Linked DNA regions of Mus musculus: all the other regions are linked to region 1. The links are chromatin contacts, called in public Hi-C and HiChIP or PLAC-seq maps. All regions are on one chromosome and are shown on one strand. Each heading gives the region's core, a stretch centred on a gene start, on an enhancer-like site or on the middle of the called end of the contact. The rest is flanking DNA. Distances are from core to core; before and after follow the strand shown.

What was found. Hi-C and Micro-C count contacts between places; a contact is called where the count stands out from the background. HiChIP or PLAC-seq counts read pairs in DNA pulled down with a chosen protein or histone mark.
Region 2: an H3K27ac HiChIP or PLAC-seq map of embryonic stem cells shows a contact between it and region 1, with 5 times the contacts expected there. The contact joins the promoter of Shc2 here to the promoter of Ccdc105 in region 1. A contact is called at or near these places in 7 of 39 promoter capture datasets (the C10 cell line, the HPC-7 cell line, cranial neural crest and 3 more), 5 of 484 Hi-C or Micro-C datasets (B cells, the P5424 cell line, cortical neurons and 2 more), 5 of 115 datasets of contacts at active chromatin or transcription factors (embryonic stem cells, forebrain, neural progenitor cells and 2 more) and 1 of 9 other capture datasets (embryonic stem cells).
Region 3: a contact with region 1 is called in an H3K4me3 HiChIP or PLAC-seq map of embryonic stem cells, with 5 times the contacts expected there. The contact joins the promoter of C2cd4c here to the promoter of Ccdc105 in region 1. A contact is called at or near these places in 1 of 39 promoter capture datasets (the C10 cell line), 5 of 115 datasets of contacts at active chromatin or transcription factors (astrocytes and embryonic stem cells) and 1 of 9 other capture datasets (embryonic stem cells).
Region 4: a contact with region 1 is called in a Hi-C map of embryonic stem cells, with 2.4 times the contacts expected there. The contact joins the promoter of Mier2 here to the promoter of Ccdc105 in region 1. A contact is called at or near these places in 1 of 39 promoter capture datasets (hippocampal neurons), 1 of 484 Hi-C or Micro-C datasets (embryonic stem cells), 11 of 115 datasets of contacts at active chromatin or transcription factors (astrocytes, embryonic forebrain, embryonic stem cells and 2 more) and 1 of 9 other capture datasets (embryonic stem cells).
Region 5: a contact with region 1 is called in an H3K4me3 HiChIP or PLAC-seq map of forebrain, with 13 times the contacts expected there. The contact joins the promoter of Plpp2 here to the promoter of Ccdc105 in region 1. A contact is called at or near these places in 1 of 39 promoter capture datasets (neural stem cells), 2 of 15 datasets of contacts at CTCF or cohesin (embryonic stem cells and large pre-B cells), 4 of 484 Hi-C or Micro-C datasets (cerebral cortex, cortical neurons and embryonic stem cells), 8 of 115 datasets of contacts at active chromatin or transcription factors (the 230-238 cell line, embryonic forebrain, embryonic stem cells and 2 more) and 1 of 9 other capture datasets (embryonic stem cells).
Region 6: an H3K4me3 HiChIP or PLAC-seq map of embryonic stem cells shows a contact between it and region 1, with 5 times the contacts expected there. The contact joins the enhancer-like site here to the promoter of Ccdc105 in region 1. A contact is called at or near these places in 8 of 39 promoter capture datasets (the C10 cell line, the HPC-7 cell line, cranial neural crest and 4 more), 2 of 15 datasets of contacts at CTCF or cohesin (large pre-B cells and pro-B cells), 7 of 484 Hi-C or Micro-C datasets (the AtT-20 cell line, B cells, CD4 T cells and 3 more), 5 of 115 datasets of contacts at active chromatin or transcription factors (embryonic stem cells and stem cell-derived neural progenitor cells) and 2 of 9 other capture datasets (embryonic stem cells and macrophages).

The regions. Positions count from the first base shown.
Region 1 is chr10:78,751,723-78,754,426 of GRCm38.p6, reverse strand. Ccdc105 (coiled-coil domain containing 105) reads left to right here and starts at 1,360. Exons shown (of 7, transcript NM_027630.1): 1 at 1,360-2,022. The coding sequence starts at 1,453. All of the region lies in intron 1 of Gm30400 (predicted gene, 30400), which reads right to left.
Region 2 is chr10:79,636,611-79,639,314 of GRCm38.p6, reverse strand. Shc2 (SHC (Src homology 2 domain containing) transforming protein 2) reads left to right here and starts at 1,397. Exons shown (of 13, transcript NM_001024539.1): 1 at 1,397-1,866. The coding sequence starts at 1,465.
Region 3 is chr10:79,612,630-79,615,333 of GRCm38.p6, reverse strand. It overlaps C2cd4c (C2 calcium-dependent domain containing 4C), which reads left to right and starts at 1,316. Exons shown (of 2, transcript NM_198614.3): 1 at 1,316-1,577; 2 at 1,996-2,704. The coding sequence starts at 2,023.
Region 4 is chr10:79,553,798-79,556,501 of GRCm38.p6, reverse strand. Mier2 (MIER family member 2) reads left to right here and starts at 1,374. Exons shown (of 14, transcript NM_001316699.1): 1 at 1,374-1,428. The coding sequence starts at 1,420.
Region 5 is chr10:79,532,427-79,535,130 of GRCm38.p6, reverse strand. Plpp2 (phospholipid phosphatase 2) reads left to right here and starts at 1,344. Exons shown (of 6, transcript NM_015817.3): 1 at 1,344-1,507. The coding sequence starts at 1,456.
Region 6 is chr10:79,495,558-79,498,261 of GRCm38.p6, reverse strand. No RefSeq gene overlaps it. Among named protein-coding and RNA genes, the nearest start is that of Vmn2r83, 28 kb to the right of the region's middle. Within about 2 kb of position 1,346, at least 8 of the 459 cell types and tissues checked have an H3K27ac peak or open chromatin away from gene starts, as enhancers often do. A contact at or near this core is called in embryonic stem cells, where this site is marked.

The sequences.
Region 1 (2,704 bases), core at 111-2,610:
ATTGGCTTGGGCCTTTTTCTTTTTTTATTTTGTAACTGTCATCTAAGAGACCATCTTTTTAGTTTTGGTAGCTTGCACTAAAAACCCTGTGCAATAGGAGAGTAAAGCTCACTGTGGTCATAGTAGAGAAAGACTCCTTTAAGATATATAAGCTGGGTTCTGAAGATCGAAATGAAGTAAACCACGAAGTCAGCAAAGGAAAATTCTATGAGAAGAAAAGAGTTCTCAATTTTGAGGTAAGAAAGAACTTAGACTGTCCTAAGAGCTGGAGAGTATTACATATTTTAATCTTTTTTACTCTATTTTAAGTGGAATTGCATTGTTTTGGTTTGTTTGTTTAAGGTGCATAAAACCTCAGGTGTCTGTCTTTAGCTAGCTCTTCCACCATTTTTGAGACAGGATCTCTCACTCCCCAGGAGGTGGCCAGGTCAACTAGTGGCCAGCCAGCCCCAGAAATCCTCATTTTAGCATACCCAGTGCTGAGATTACAATCTCACCACCGGGTCAGCCTGGCATGTTTTCATGTAGGTTCTGGAAATCAAATTCAGATGTTGTATTGTAAGGCAAGCACTTTACCAGCTGAGCCATCTTCCCAGCTTCAGAAATTGTAGTCTTTTTTTCATTTATATATTTTTATTATTTAATTCTGTGTATGGGGGGGGGGGTGATCTGTCCACATGAATGCAGTGCCCACAGAGGTCCGAGGTGTCAGATTCCCCTAGGTGTCAGTCAGTTGTAAACCATCTGATGTGGGTGATAGGAATTGAACTCAAGTTCTCAGAAGAGCTATATGTGCTCTTAACCTTACTGAGCCATCTCTCCTGCCCAGGAATTGTATTAATTCAGGTTGCTGTTGTTTGTTGGGGTTTTTTCTGGTTTTGTTGTTGTTTGTTTTTTGGGTTTTGTTTTGTTTTGTTGATTGTTCATTTCAGGAGTATAAAAACATAATTGGGAGCCAACAAGATGGCTCAGTATGATTCCGGGACCCCTCATGATGAACGAATTACTGCACAATGCCTCTCACCAGTACATACACCCTGTGGTGGTGTACACACACAAATATATGTATATGGTATTCATGTATACTTCAAAACTACTAATATTAGTACTAGTTTGTGAATTCCTTAGGATTTTCCAAATGCAAGGCTGTGTTATCTACTAGTAGATATAGGTTGGTTGACACATTTCCAAAATCAAGAGAAACAATGAGAGAGGAACTCCATAAAAGCGGCTCCCTCAAGGAATACAGTCTGAATTTCCAGGCCTAGTTCTCCATTTTGCCTTTCCCATCCCCCGCCCCTGGAACGCAATCTCCATGGTTGTCCTGGTTGCCACGGTGAGGGGAGCTCTGGGAGCACGCATTCTAGCCACCAGTAAAGAGTGGTGTGTGGTTAGGGCTGGGTGGACCCCTGTCCATTCTCCGAGGAGATCGCGGGCACTAAATAAGGAACCATGCCTGTGTTGCTCCCTTCCACCGACCCGGGCCAGGACTCGCGCGTTGGGGCTCCAGAATGGCGCCAGGCGGCCAAGGCCACGTCTCGCAAGGCACACCTTCTGACCGATCGCTGTGGGCAGGAGGCGGTGACCATGTGGCAGCCCAAGGACAGTGTACTGGACCCGAACGTGGCACACCACCTGGGCCGCGCCGCCTACATGGAACCCTGGCGCTTTCGGGTAGAGATGCTCAAAGGGGGCGGCACCCTGGAAAAGCCACCGCCCGGAGAAGGCGTCACCCTATGGAAAGGGAAGATGAAGCCCCCGGCCTGGTACGCGCGCCTACCGCTGCCTATGCACCGCGACGCGCGTGCCCAGCAAACCGCCGAGGTGGTGCACGCGCACGCACGCGGGGCGCGCCTCACCGCCGCCCGCCTGGGCCGCGCACAGCACCAGATCAATGGGCAGCTGCGGCTGCTGCTGCGCCAGCGCGAGGCCACTGACCGCAGGCTCAGCGAGGTGCGCAAGGGCCTGCTCATCAATCAGCAGAGCGTCAAGTTGCGGGGCTACCGACCTAAGTGTGAGAAGGTGCGACCCTCCCCGCCACCACACCAGAGACAGAGGTTGATGCTTCCTTCTTCAGACAGACAACACACCCTATTCTCCATCTCCAGCGAGGACACCCGCAAAATAGGGTGGCTACACCTCCAAGTTCCAAAGCCTGAGTTTCCCAAAAATTGTTACTGAAATTGAGGTCACAATCTGTGCCTCCAAGAAACCAGGTTCGGCCACCCGTCCTCTATACACCAAGTAGAACAGAAAAATTAATAGTAAAAAGCAGATAGGGTATTTAACCAATGAGAGCACTTCTCGAAGAAGGGCAAAAATATCCCTCCAGTAACCCTCTGCTGTCCATTTTCGTTGTTCTGAGAGATTAAAGTTTAAAGAGGGAGCCACACTACCCACATCTAAGCCGTTCGAGTTAAGGCGTGGCCCTGCCCATCGCTGACCTTTTGTCTAGGCTCAGTCTCTTTCGACCAAGGGTCTGGTTAGCTGTCAGTACAATGTGAAATCCCTTCTGGGATGAGAGTTTCTCCTCCACCTGGTACCAGGCCTTTTCCTTTCCCCAGGAGGAGATATCTGGGGTGAATTCCAGTTTCTTGGGGGTCTGTTAATAGTTAGATTGAAGGACTTACGTGTCTCTTTAGAATATCTTCGTTCCTGTCAGGGAACTTCCAAAAGAACAGCCCAGGTGCCTTTCCCCAATAGA
Region 2 (2,704 bases), core at 148-2,647, 880 kb before region 1:
AGGAGTTTATTAGAGTATTATTTACGTCATTTGTTGCCGCAGATTAAAGAGTAGAGCCAGCCCTATAACCTCCCCATTCAGTGATGTTTGTGCACCCAGACCGGGAACGCCTTGGTCCACACTTAATCAGCTAGATTCTACAGCCATTTTTCAGACTTCAGCCCAGTGGCGCTCCTCTTCCAGCAGACAACACCAAAGGCGACCTGGCTGGGCTCCTGAGAGTGCCTGTGTGGAAGTGGCTGAGAGCCAGGCGCGCGCGCCTCCGCCCCCTCCACAGGCAGTGATCTAGTTTCTCTCGCATCGATCTGGCCGGCCTTGCCCCTCCTCCGCACCCTGCCCCGCCCAGCACTCTTCTCTTTGTTTCCCGGCAGTACTGTCCTGGAAAGGGCGGGGGACAGAGGCAGGGTGATGATGACAACCCCTTCCCTCACAGAAGGAATCCCCTTGGGGTCTGAATCGGTGTCTCCGAGGTCTCTTGAGCCTGGGCTGGGGCTGTTGGCAGGCCTGAGAGTTCTGACCCTCGGGTTCCAATATGAACCCAAAGAACCGATGGATGTCCTTTGCTTACAGCCTAGGAAACAGGCCAGGAGCCAGCAGAAGCGACCCATGGTCACCTTTAGACTTCTCCAGACGCAGCGCCACCCGCGGTGTCCTGGGCACTTGCTTCACTTCCAGGCCTCAGTTTCCCTTTAAGCCTTGGCCTTGCTCCAGGGTTCAGTTTTCCCACTAACCAGTAAAGAAGGTTCAGTTGGAGGGGGTACCCTCTGAGTCTGAGGTTCTCTTGTCCTGGACCCCAGCCTGTGCACTGGCCCAGGCCCTATTTGGACCCTATTTAGAAGTAAAGTTGGGCAGGATATGACTGAACGTGTCAAGGACCCGGATAGTCTCATCCTGCCTCTACCACCCAGACCTCAAGTTCCCTTTTGTGCCTTATCCTTACCCTAGCCCTCGGTTTCCTCACTGAGCAAACCCGGTGGAACAGTGGCTTAAGGGATACTTAGGGGCCGGAGGATAGCTCTACAAAGCCAGGCCTCAGTTTCTCAACTTAGAAGTAAAGAAGGGCAGGATGTTGCTGGAACAGTGGTGAAGGGTGGCCTCGGGGTTAGGGGATCACTCCCTGCACCTGCGACTTCAGGCCTTAGTTTCTCTATTTAGAAGAAAAGAAGGGAGGATAGGATGCTGCTGGAGTGAAGGCAGAGACTTGGAAGTTGAAGAATGGCGCCCCGCCCCGTGTATGCGACCCCTGTCCTCAGTTTCCCCATCGGTCTGAGCCTGACTGGACATTCCCTCGGGGAGCCCCGGCAGGCTGCGCTAGGTCGGAGGCGGCGCTGCCAGAACAGGGTCGGGGTCCCAGGAGTGTAGCCCCCCGCGGCTGCGCGCTGCGCGGAGCGGTGACATCACTCGGCGGGGAGGAGCGCACGGCTCTGGACCAGGCTCAGCCGGGGCTCCTCGGCGGCCGCGGCCATGACGCAGGGTCCGGGTGGCCGCGCGGCCCCCGAGCCCGAGGCGCCCACCACCTTCTGCGCACTGCTGCCGCGGATGCCGCAGTGGAAGTTCGCAGCGCCGGGTAGCTTCCTGGGCCGCGGTCCCGCGGCGACGCGCGTGGCGGGGGTGGCAGAGGCGCAGCCGGAGCCCGGGGTCCCCGCGCTGGCCGCTGTGTTGGGCGCTTGCGAACCGCGCTGCGCCGCGCCCTGTCCGCTGCCCGCGCTCGGCCGCTGCCGGGGCTCGGGGACGCGGGGCGCGCGGGTGACTCCGGATGTCGCTGACGAGTGGGTGCGCAAGGGCGGCTTCATTCACAAGCCGGCGCACGGCTGGTTGCATCCCGATGCCAGGGTCCTGGGGCCCGGGGTCTCTTACATCGTTCGGGTGAGTGCGCTCAGCCTCTTTCCCGGCGCGCCGTGGTCGGGGACCGCTCCCACCCCCAGTTTGGTCTCTTGGACCCCAAGAGCCAAGTGAGCGCTCCCCACAACCCAGGAACCCAGTCTCCAGTACGCGCGCTTCTCGACCGCCCCCACTCGCAGGCGCTGGGGTCCGGGTTCTCACGGCGTCACGTGGGGAGGGGCGGGGAGAGGGCGCAGGTAGGGAGGGGACACACGCATGCGCAAGCTAGCCGCACCCCCCCTCCGCTATTGGGTGGGAGAGTCCTTAAGATAAGGACTAGGTATCCGAGGGTTCCCTGACCCCGGAGAAAGCAACTTTGCAGGCTTATAGTGGGGACTCAAGCTCAGGGCTCAGGGTTCCAAATTCCACATCAGAGCCGATGAAGTGAAGGGGCCTGGCTTTGTTTATCCCCTTTATTTTGGCAGAGGTGGAAAGGGGTAGGGATTTGGCCAGAGGATAGCGACTTCCAGCTGCAGGCCATCATTCTGGCTTATCAACCCCAAATATTGGGATGCTAAGATGAGTGTCACCACTTCCAGACCTTTGTTCTTTGTTTTGTTTTTGAAACGGGGTCTCATGTAGCTCAGGCTGACCTGGAAGTCACTATGTAGCTGAGGATAACCTTGCATTCCTGATCCTCCTGCTTCCACTTTGCAAGAGCCAGGGTGACAGTCATGCACCACCACACCCATTCCCTATGATGCTGGGGATGGAGCTCAGCCCTTTTCATGTTAGTTGAGCTCTGTATCTGCTTAGCCCCAGCCCCTACCCAGGTTTCTATTGTGACCTTTGCAAGGGTGGGGGGATGGTGTACCACGTGCCC
Region 3 (2,704 bases), core at 67-2,566, 860 kb before region 1:
CACAGAGGGAAGTATGGTCAGCCACAGGATTGAAGCGCCAGTAGAGCAAGCCCAAGGCACCTGGTTCCTGGGGGCTGTGATCCTGTAGCTAACCTTAGGTTGAGCCTGGCCTTACCCTGCTAGGTCTCTTTTGCCATGGCTGATGGATGGCAGTTTCTTCCATTGCCCTCTAGATTTCCTGTTACAAGATTTTTGTTTGTTTTGTTTTTGTTTGGTTTGAGACAGTCTCACTATGTAACCTTGGCTGTCCTGGAACTTGCTATGTAGACCTGGCTAGACTCACATAGAGATCTGCCTGCCTCTGCTCCCCTCCCCCTCCAAATGCTGGAATTAAAGGTGTGTGTCACCACTCCAGGACTGTTATAGCTTTGTCATGGAGAGCCACACACCTATATTGTCATTCGCCGGTGTGTTGTTCCATGGCTACCTGTTTCATTGGTCACTAGGATAGCCATCAGACTGTTCCCAGCATCTGGGTCATTTGGCCATAGATGGGTACCAGATAAATGTAGGCCCATGGAAGGTGTATTACACCAAGTACCTGATGCTGAGCTGTGGAAACCCAGCCAACAGTGACCAGGCCTTTCTCTGGGTGGGTTGTTCTCCTAGAGTGAAATTGTCACCTCATCTACAAACGCTGAGGATGACTGACTCCCTGCTGGGTGGCCATGGGAACCAGAGATGGAGAAGGTCATGTAGAGGCTGATTGGGACTCAGTTCCCAATTCCAATCATTAGAGTTATTATTATTGGTTGAAGACCAGCTGGCTAGTGAAGGGATCTGTTGTGTTCCCCAGAGCTGAGAGGAGAGGCTGGGACTAGAAGTGGTACAGCTAGACTCAGCTGGATTCAGTGACACAAGCCCCGCCCCTCAGCTCCCCTTCCAGACTCTATGTATTCCATTCAGTCTAGCATCAGGAGGCTTAGATCAGTAGTCTGGGTCTTGCCCAGGACCACAGGCTATACAAGTTGGTATCACCCCTCACCCCTCACAGAACTCTTTCTCTGTACCAGGAGGCAATGCCCCATCCACCCTGTACCAGGCAGGTGGTTCAGTGCTACCAACCCTGCCCCTGGCTGGAACAATGTAGTCCAGACACTCCTGCCAGCTCCGCCCCTTCTTCAGGCTCCACCCTATTTACCAGTAGCTCCGCCTCCCCCCTCCTCAGCTTGAACCAGGAGACTGTCTCCTAGGCCCAGCTCCGCATGCAGACCCGCCCTATTTATATTAGGAGCCCTGCCCCCGATTCCCCGCCAGTTCGGGAGGCCCCGCCCCTCGCGGATTGCGAGGACGCGGGCGCGCGGCCGCAATCGGAGGAATACGGCTTGGTGGGCGGTTTCCCGCGCCGAGAGGAGAGCTGGCCACTGCGCTACCGCCTCGCTCGCAGCTGCGCCGGGCTGTAGCCTAGCTCCGCGTTCCGGAGTCGCCGCAGCCCGTGGGGCAGGTGAGCCCAGCGCGCTCCGCGCTACCCATACCCGGCGCACAGGGAGTCGGGGGCGCGGTCAGTTCGCTGCACCGGGCCCAGGGCTGTCGCCGCCTCCCCCAACGCACAGCGCAGCAGCTGAGTGAAGCCACAGGTGGGTGGCAGCTGGGGGCGGGGCCGGGATGCTCAGGCCTGTGGTTCCCTGGGGGGACCCCGATCCCCTGAGGTGGTGGTGGGTGGGTGCGCAGGATACAGGCCGGGCCCAGCTCGCGTGGGAGACTGACCCTGCTCAGGGCGCCCCAAGTGCTCAGCGTGATCCTACACTACGCTGGCTTCAACCCTAACAGGTGGTGACCCCTGAACCAGGTGTCAAGCCCATGGGGCCCTGGCGGATGACTCCCATGTACAGTACCACCCCCTGACATCCCTGACAGTCAGTTGACAGCTGGGCATAAATGCCAACTTCTTGATAACCCTAAGGTGACCCCTTAACACAAGTCCGACCCTTTGACAGCCCTGACAGGTGACATTTGAGCACAAGTGTCACTTCTGACTCCTATTTCTTTCCTCAGACTCCTGGTCTCTTGCCTGTCGCCCTCATGAGAAAAACCAACATGTGGTTCTTGGAACGACTTCGGGGGTCTGGGGAGAACGGAGCCAGCCGCGGTGAGGCTGGGGACAAGTCTTCCAAGGGTCCCTTGTATAGCAACGTGCTGACTCCGGACAAGATCCCCGACTTCTTCATCCCGCCCAAGCTGCCCTCTGGCCCCACAGAGGCTGAGGGACAGGCGGACCTGGGCCCCTCCACCTCAGAGCAAAACCTGGCTTCACCTGGGCCCCGTCGAGCACCTCGCAGTCCCCGGCTGCCGGCCAAGTTGGCCTCAGAGAGCAGGAGCCTGCTGAAGGCAGCCACACGACATGTGATTCAGATAGAGAGTGCGGAGGACTGGACAGCCGAGGAAGCCACCAACGCTGACCCCCAGGCGCAGGGTGCCATGTCATTGCCCTCTGTGCCCAAGGCTCAGACATCCTATGGCTTTGCCACACTGGCCGAGAGCCCCCACACCAGGCGCAAGGAGTCCCTTTTCCACAGTGAGCACGGGGCCCTGGCCCAGGTCGGATCCCCTGGTGCTGGCCGCCGGCGAGCAGGGGCCAAGGGCAATGGAGGTGATGGGGGATCCCGGGAGGTTGGGGGGGCCCTGATGAGCCCTAGCCGCTACTTCAGTGGCGGGGAAAGTGACACAGGGTCCTCTGCTGAGTCGTCCCCCTTCGGGTCCCCTC
Region 4 (2,704 bases), core at 125-2,624, 800 kb before region 1:
GAGCGGGACCTTCCCTTTTAGGCTGGGTCTGGAGCCCACACTTCTGTCAACAGTTTCTGAACTCTGGCCTGGATGAGAGATGTTGTCTAGGCATCACCTGAGGAAATGCTGAGTGTCCACCTCCCCTAATGATGCTCATATTTCCCAGCTGGCTGAAAGGTCACCTCAGTTCCCCATTGCAACTATCAGGTCCATGGGAAAGAAAGCCCTAACCTTGAAGAATCTTTCTGCTCATCCATTCATCCAATTGCTTAACCTTTGGTAATTGGTTAATTTGTGTGTGTTTGCTATTGTTGTTTGTCTTGACACATATAGGGTCTTACTACGTAGCCAAGGTTGTCCCAGAACTTGCTACATAGACCTCCAACTCACAGAGACCTGTTTGCCTCTGACTTCTGAGTGCTGGGATTAAAGGCTTGTGGCACCATACCCAGTAGCTTGGTTTCTTGAGGCAGGGTCTCGCTCCAAAGCCCATGCTAGCCTCAAACTGATAGTAACTCTCATGCCTCAGCCTCCTGGGCACTGGAGTTACAAGTATGGGCGACCATGCCTGGCTTTCTCTAGTGATCCTTGTCACAGTTCTCTTTTTGGGTTAGGACTGACTGACTCAGGTTCATGGAATGATGAACCCACCAAACGAGCAGGGGGCAGACTTTCTGTCTTGGGCAAATCCTCAGGGGTGGGAGACAGCTTTTGTGCTTGAACCTTAGTGGTGCCTTCACCTCCCAGCTTGGTCCTGGCCCCAGAGGGAAGGAAGAGTCATTTGGTGACTTGTGTAGACCAGAGGCCTTCACCTCTGCAAGCCTAGGTCTGCCCACCGGTCTGCCTCTCCCATTCTGTCTGCACCCTCCTGACAGCGAAAGTCAGGTTTGTGCACCTGTTCTGGAGGCTCTCATGCCCTGCTCTCTGTACCAGTGTCCTTCACCTCAGGACCACCCCCTCACCCCTAGACCATCCCTCACCTGTCAGTTGTTTCATCTCATTCTCCCTCATTTCAAGACATCCTCCCCTTCATCTCTGGACTATCCCCTCTCACCTCTAGTCCATTCCCCATCACTTCTGGACCTTCCCCTCACCTCCAGACCATACCCATTTCACTTCGGGACCCAAACCCCTCACTGCTAGATTGTCCCCTCACCTGTGGAACCTCTTCACTTGTAGACTGTTCTTCACCTGTGGCTTGTTCCCTGTTTGCGCCATCTCCCTCACCTGTGGACACACAGGAATCAGCTGATTGGCTGATGTACGGGCGTGGGGTACACCGGACCCAGGCTATAGATCTCCGCTCCTCGCCAGCACACCTACTACGCGCCTCCTGCGGCCCCGCCCCACTCCGCCTCCCAGCTCCTCCGCCAATAAGCGCGCGGCACCGCATCCGGGGACCCGCGCGGCCGCCGCCTCCCGCGCGCACGCTCGGCCATGGCGGAGGTGAGTGAGCGGCTGGGTAGCGGCCCCTCCCACACACTGCCCTGGGTCGACCTGGTCCGGCCCGTGCTCTCCCAGTCCGAGCGCCTCGAGCCTCCCCACTATTACCGGGCGGAGCATGAGCCCCGTGGGCGCCCGACGACCCCCCTTCCCCATCTCGGCTATGGTGCGCATGCGCGGGCGGGCGGGGGGGAGGGGCGCGAGGCGCGGGCGGCCGGGTGCGGGGCCGAGACCCGGGGCCGCGCGGCGGGAGGGCGCCGCGGACCGGGTGGGTGTGCGGCGCTGGCGTCTGGGACGGCGGCGCGGGGACCGCATTCCGGCGCGTTGGGGATGAGCAGGGCGCGGAGTCGGCGGCTCTCTGCGAGCGGAAAGTTTCGCGCGTGGAGTTCGTCTGGCTGTGGGAGCGAGAGCGCGGGCCTCCCCGCGGGTGCGGGGCTGCGGCGCACAGCCCAGAGCTGACCTGCACCTCGGGGTGCGGCCGCTGAACTCCGGGACCAGCCCCCAGCGACGCGCTGCGAATCCGCCACTCCGGTACTGGAACTCTGCACAGTGCGCGAGTGGGGCAGCTTGGGGCAGCAACAGGCCCGCGCGTGGGCCACAGGGTCGGGATCTGGGGGCCCCGTTGGACAACTCTGGCTGGTTGACTCAGAGGGTTCTTAGGGGTTTAGTTCCTTCTTTAGGGGGCCTTTGGGGAAGCAGACCTTCTGAAGACAAGATAGATCAACCGATACCCCTTTTGGGGCATGGCGGCCAAGTGGGTGCTCTTGGGCTGCTCTGCCCTGTGTGGCATGGGTGGTGGAGACTCCCCAGCCTGTGCTTACGTGCTCTCCTGGAGTCTAGGATTTGGAAGGGTTCTGCCTCAGTTTCCTCATCTTAAGTGGGAACCTGGTGGTGCCTTTCTATAACTGAGAGGGTGTTTTGCTGCATCCATGTTTTGAACTCATGAAAGTGGCAGTGGTTACATAGAAGTCCTCAGTGTCAGCTACTTGGTTAGTGTGTGTCTCAGCCATCTCTTTGAGCTGGTGGCTTGTCCCGTTCTTAGTCTAAGCCACACCTCTTCGCTGTGCCTATCCTTTGCAGTCCTCATGAGACCATCCAGCCCCTGGGTTTCTTTCTTGTAGTCGGAATTCCTACAGAGTTGCCTGTCAGTTGTCCCACTTCATCTGGTCTCTAGGACGCCACCTCTGACCCCAGCTGCCCAGCTCCCACCCGTTTTCTTCATTCCTGTCCCTTGGTTTAGCTCCCTTGTTTGTCCCATGTCCTAGCTCCATGTGGGTGG
Region 5 (2,704 bases), core at 95-2,594, 780 kb before region 1:
CTCTGCTTCAGTTAGTGTCCTCTCACCAGAGCCCAGCCTGCCCTTGTCTTTAAAGGGTCAGACCTGCCACATAGGTGTCAGGTAGGCATGGGGGAGGGACATGAATGAAGACCTGAAGCCAGGTTTCTGCACAGTCCTTGTCCAGTCCTGTGTGTAGCACAGGTTACAGTGTATTGAAAGCTCTGCCTGCCCATTTTATAGGCCACTTTCTAGGATGCAGGGACCCTCCCTTACCCCGAACAGGTCACTGCATGCTGCTCCCCCCCAGCACCAAAGCACAGGCACTTGGGTTCTCTGAGGACCTCTCAGGTCAACTCTGCCTAGGTGACATCCTGCAGGAGAGAAGGTCAGGGGAGACCTTTTGGACCTTCAGCAAGGGGTTGTCTCTTTCCTGACCTTCCCTGCCCTCAAGTCTCAAACATCCTGGACTCAAGTCAACCTTGTGGTGGAGGAAGGTCTGACTGGCTCTGAGTGTGGCCTCCGTGGAGGCATCAAGGAGCTGGAGTCTCTGGAGTGGAGGCTTCACGCTGTGGCCTCTTACAAAGGATTCAGTGTGGGTTTTGGAGATCCTGGCCTTTCTTTCCAGAGTCTACATGCCCTTGGCTCCCAAGTGTCCCTGGCCCAGGGTCTCAGGACACCCCCTGAACAGGGTAGGCTGGGTCCCACCCATCATAGGTCAATTTCAGAATCTCTGTGGCATTCTCTAGAGTGGATACAGCCTGTGTTAAGGCATGATCCTGACCTTCCCACCATGAAGGGTCTTGAAACCTTCCAACCTGACAGCAACTACAAGATGCTACTTTAGAGGGAAGGTGGGCTTCTGCCTGAGTTTGGTCATCCCATGCTAAGGTACTTATGGGTTTAGAAGTGTCACTGTGTCCAGCACAGGTGCCCTCCTCTGGAAAGGTTGAGATCAACTTAGGAGTGCTGCCCAGGCGGTTGTCGGCTTGCCCTCTCTGCAACTCTGCATTATCACTGCAGAACCCCGCCCAAGTGTTGGGGACACCTGGGTGACCTCCAGCCTACAGTCTTGAGTTCTGGTGGCCCCTCCCAGCTGGAAGACTCCTTTCTGCATGGAGACCCCAGTCAACACTTCTGAGTCTTGTTCTCAGCCCTGAGATTCTCGGATCCCAGCTTGGAGATCCCTCCCAAATAGGGGACTTCAGTTTGTCCTGAGACACGCTCCCACACCCGCCCATCCCAGCCCCTGCCCCTGCGCGCCCGGGTCAAGGTGGCAAACACACCCCTCAGGGCCTCCGCCCTCTCCTGCCCTCCCGCCTCCGCACTTTCTCTTCATGCCACGCCCTCCCTCAGCCCCGCCTCCGCCTCGCCCGGGCCCTTTCGTCAAGCCCTGCCCTTTCCCTGGGTCCGGCAGTCTCCACCGCCATGTGATCCTGGGGCTGCCGGGACAGCTGGGGCAAGCGGGGGTCGCGGGCGTCCCTGGGCCGGGGCGACATGGAGCGGAGGTGGGTCTTCGTGCTGCTGGACGTGCTGTGCGTGTTGGTCGGTAAGAGCCTCAGCCCCGGGTGCGGGGACTTTTTCCCAGGTGCACACTCCCTCGGTCCCTCTGGCCAGTGTGCGTTAGAGATGCGGACGATGGTGACCAATGCTTTACACTTCCCTGTGAGCACCCCGCCAGCCCTCCTGGGCTCCTGGCGGGATCGGGGCTGCCTGTCTACCTGTAGCTGTTCCTGGGTGGAGGGTCCTGGCAGCAGGAAGTCGCTCGAGTGCCGCGGAGCGATGTGACTCACACGGGCGGGGCAGAACCAAGACCCTGCAGGCCAGTGACCCATGGCCAAGGTCCAGCACTGTGCCCTCGGGAGGCGGGGACAGCTAGGCTCGCACAGACAAACCTGCCATTCCGGTTCAGGCCGCTGGGAGGAGCGTCCCGAACCCCCCAGGCTCGAACAAAGGCCAAGTGTTCGTTGGGGCCCAGGGGACAGTGGCTGGATTCTAACCCAAGGCGGTGACGGTGACGGGGTGCCTCTATCTTCCTTCATTCTGCATCTCCCTCCCCTTCCACCTTCCATATCCCGGAAGGATACTCATTTTAGCTGGGCCCGTTGGCAGCCAGAAAGCCCGTGGGACACCCCTCAGCCATTGGCACCCTTTTTAAGTGTATGGGTTTGTAGAACCATTTCTGTTGCTTTAACTGTATGCCAGGGACTACAGGACTTGGAAATAGTCTACATTTTTCCTTGGAAAGTCCTGAGTCCCCAGGGGCGGAGCTACCTGGGAAGTCACAGCAGCAGGAGGAGGCCTATGCCTCTGAGTGGCTGAATGAACACTGGAGTCAGTGCACACTTTGGGTGGTGATAGGGAAGCCTTGCAGCCAGAGTGAAGGAGGCCCTTTCCTGTTGGTGGGAACAAAGTACCCTACAAATACCCACTGCAGGTGGAGGAAGAAGAGGGGACACAGCTGGGAGCCAGTGTCCTGGCCCACACCTGCCATGCAACCCAGCCATGTTCAGGGCTTTAGGTTCGTCCAGACCTTGCACAGCTGTGGTCTGCCTGGCTTGTCTGCTGAGGATTCACTAACTTCAGTTGTCTTCAGTGTTGCTCTCTACCACCAGATCCTTGGAGTTTACCTCCTCCTATGCAGAAGATGTGTGTTTCCCCTGATCTCTCACATCCTCCTCTGACCTCAGCTCCTCTATTTCCTCTGAACCCCCTCTTTCCTCTCTCATCTTTTCTGATACTCTCT
Region 6 (2,704 bases), core at 97-2,596, 740 kb before region 1:
AAACCTACGTTACCTATTTAAAGCTAACTTTCTAGTAACCAGTGTTACACCTTTTTGATCATACCCAATAACTTATAAGCTAATACTATACGATGAAGACACACAGAGCATATTACACCTCTAAGACCAGTAAAAAAACCAAATGAAGCGGCTACACAAGTCTAATAACTTTAGACCAATCAAAGAATTTCGATTTTTCTAGCTACAATTATAAGATTAAAAAAAGCACCTTGTCATTTGCCAAACACATTAATCATGATTGCAGAGAACCCTCCAGGAAAAAAACATCTATCAGCTTTTTTGCCCCAAAACTAAGAGGCTGCAGACTCCCTTTCTTTGAGAGCAGCTTTTCCAGCAGTGGCTCCCCTGCTGTGCCTGATCCTTGGCTAAAGTGTGTGGCCTGTCTTGGCTTTGCTGAACCAGCAGATAAAGTTTTAGCCATCTTTATTTTCCAACATGAAACACAGAACATTCAGTCATTCAGACAACTAGACATGAACACACATGGATCGACACCTGGTGCACCAGACATTAGACTAGACATTAGACAATACACAGAGGGCAGAGAACTTCTGCTGTAGGTGCCAGAGAGAAAAAGGCAGGGTGTCCCCCGAATTTTTCTCTGCCTCTGGGAGAGTTTCAAAATCCATTTTCCTCTATATTATTTTATTATTACAAACCCTGTTCCTGCCGCCTGATGCAGCTCCTGACTGCGGACATCTGCCTGATTATTTAATTTAAACCCCTTTTTCTCTTGCCTAAAGTAGTTTTTGAAAACTGCGGACAATCGCCTGATCAGTTCCGAATAATTTGCTGCTGAACCTAAGTGGAAACCAGCGTTGGGTTAGCACTGATTCCAAACTTAGCCCGTATCCTCCCGCACCTCTAGCAACACTTTAAAAAATGAAGTTTTAAGCTAGCGCTAGCATGTGTACCTGTTGCTTCGGTGCCCAATATGATCCTTTTCTTTTTCTTCCCATGGAGCTGCACACCAAGCAGCATTCCTCCAGTGTTTTTCTGCCATTCCCTAGGTCCCTGGTCCCAGGCACCAGAATGTTGGAAGCCAACCCGTGGCTCACATGGACCAGGTTTCACCTGGGAGGCAAAAAAAAAAAAAAAAAAAAAAAAAAAAAAAAAAGAGGGGAACTAGGTGGTCGAGAGAAAAATGGAGGTAAGTCAAGATTCTTGATCAAAGTTCAAATGTTTAATGGCAAATGTGTTTATAAAGGGGGTGAGCCCCCCCTCCAATCCATTCTTGGAGCCTGGAACCAGCTGCAGGTGATGACAAAGTGCAGGATAGGGTGTAGTCTCCAGAATAGCTCAGCAGCCTCTCAGCAGGTAACAGTGTCTTGAAGGAGAACAGAGGCAGTGGCTGAACAATAGAGTGATCTAGGGAGAAAGGCTCCACCCTAGGTAATCTTAGTGGCAGCAAGGTCAAGGTCTGGCTCAGCCTGCTTCAGGCTGGGTGGGGTGGGGGCATTACACCTGATCTCAAGCTTCACTACAGAGCAATAGTGATAAAAACTGCATGCTATTGGTACAGAGACAGACATGTTAATCAATGGAATAGAGTAGAAGACCCAGAAATAAAATCACACACTTATGGACACTTGATCTTTGAAAAACACACCAAAAATAAAGGACAGAAAATAGAAAGCATTTTCAATAAATTATGCTGGTCTAATTGGCTGTCTGTATGTAGAAAACTGAAAATAGACCCATATTTGTCACCTTGCACAAAGCTCAAGTCCAAGTAGACCAAGGGCCTTAACATAAAACCAGATACACTGAATCTAATAGAAAAGAAAGTGGGAGAGAGCCTTGAGCTCATTGGCACAGGGGGTAATTTTCTCAACAGAACTCCAATGGCTCTTGCTTTAAGATCAAGAATTGATAAATGGGACCTCATGAAACTGGAAAGCTTTTTTAAGGCAAAGGACATATTCAATGAGAGAAATTGGCAACCTACAGATTGGGAAAAATGTACACTAATTCCACATTCGATATATGGCTAATATCCTGTGGGGCATTGGGCTATGCACAGACAGGCTGGTCTCCAGTTGAGCTGAGGTCTGAGTCCCAAAAATGCTGATTAATAATTCACCTACATGACACAGTAGGAGTTCCTTCATGCTCCTGGTACTCTGGCTCTTGCCCAAGTTACTGCCCCCCACAGCCCCAGAAGAGAAGCATGGCTAGAAGTCACGTAGGGCAATGGCCCAAGCTTCTGACCTTGGCTAAACTCCTCCCCAGTTACCTAGCAACAGTAAAGACCATAAAAGGGGCTGTTAGGCCCCCACCTCGCTCTCTTACTTCTCACTCTCTTACCTTTTACTCCTCACTCTCACCCTCTCTCTCCTCTCTCCTCTTTCTTTGTTTTCTCCTTCTCTCTCCTCTCCTCTCCTCTCCTCTCCTCTCCTCTCCTCTCCTCTCCTCTCCTCTCCTCTCCTCTCCTCTCCTCTCCTCTCTCCTCTTTCCCTCTTACTCTCTTTCACTCTAGCCTTCCCCCCTCTCTCTCCCTTTTCTCTTTCTCCCTGTCTTTCTATAATAAAGCTCTAAAACCATAGAGAGTCTTTGCTCCAGTCAAGATCTGCTGTGCTCACTCTTGCCGGTGTTGGAAACCTCTCTTTCCTCATCTCTCTCTCCCATAACCTGGGTGCCTTAAGCAAGGTAGCTCCGGGGCTCTCAGGTAGGGCTGCCCCTT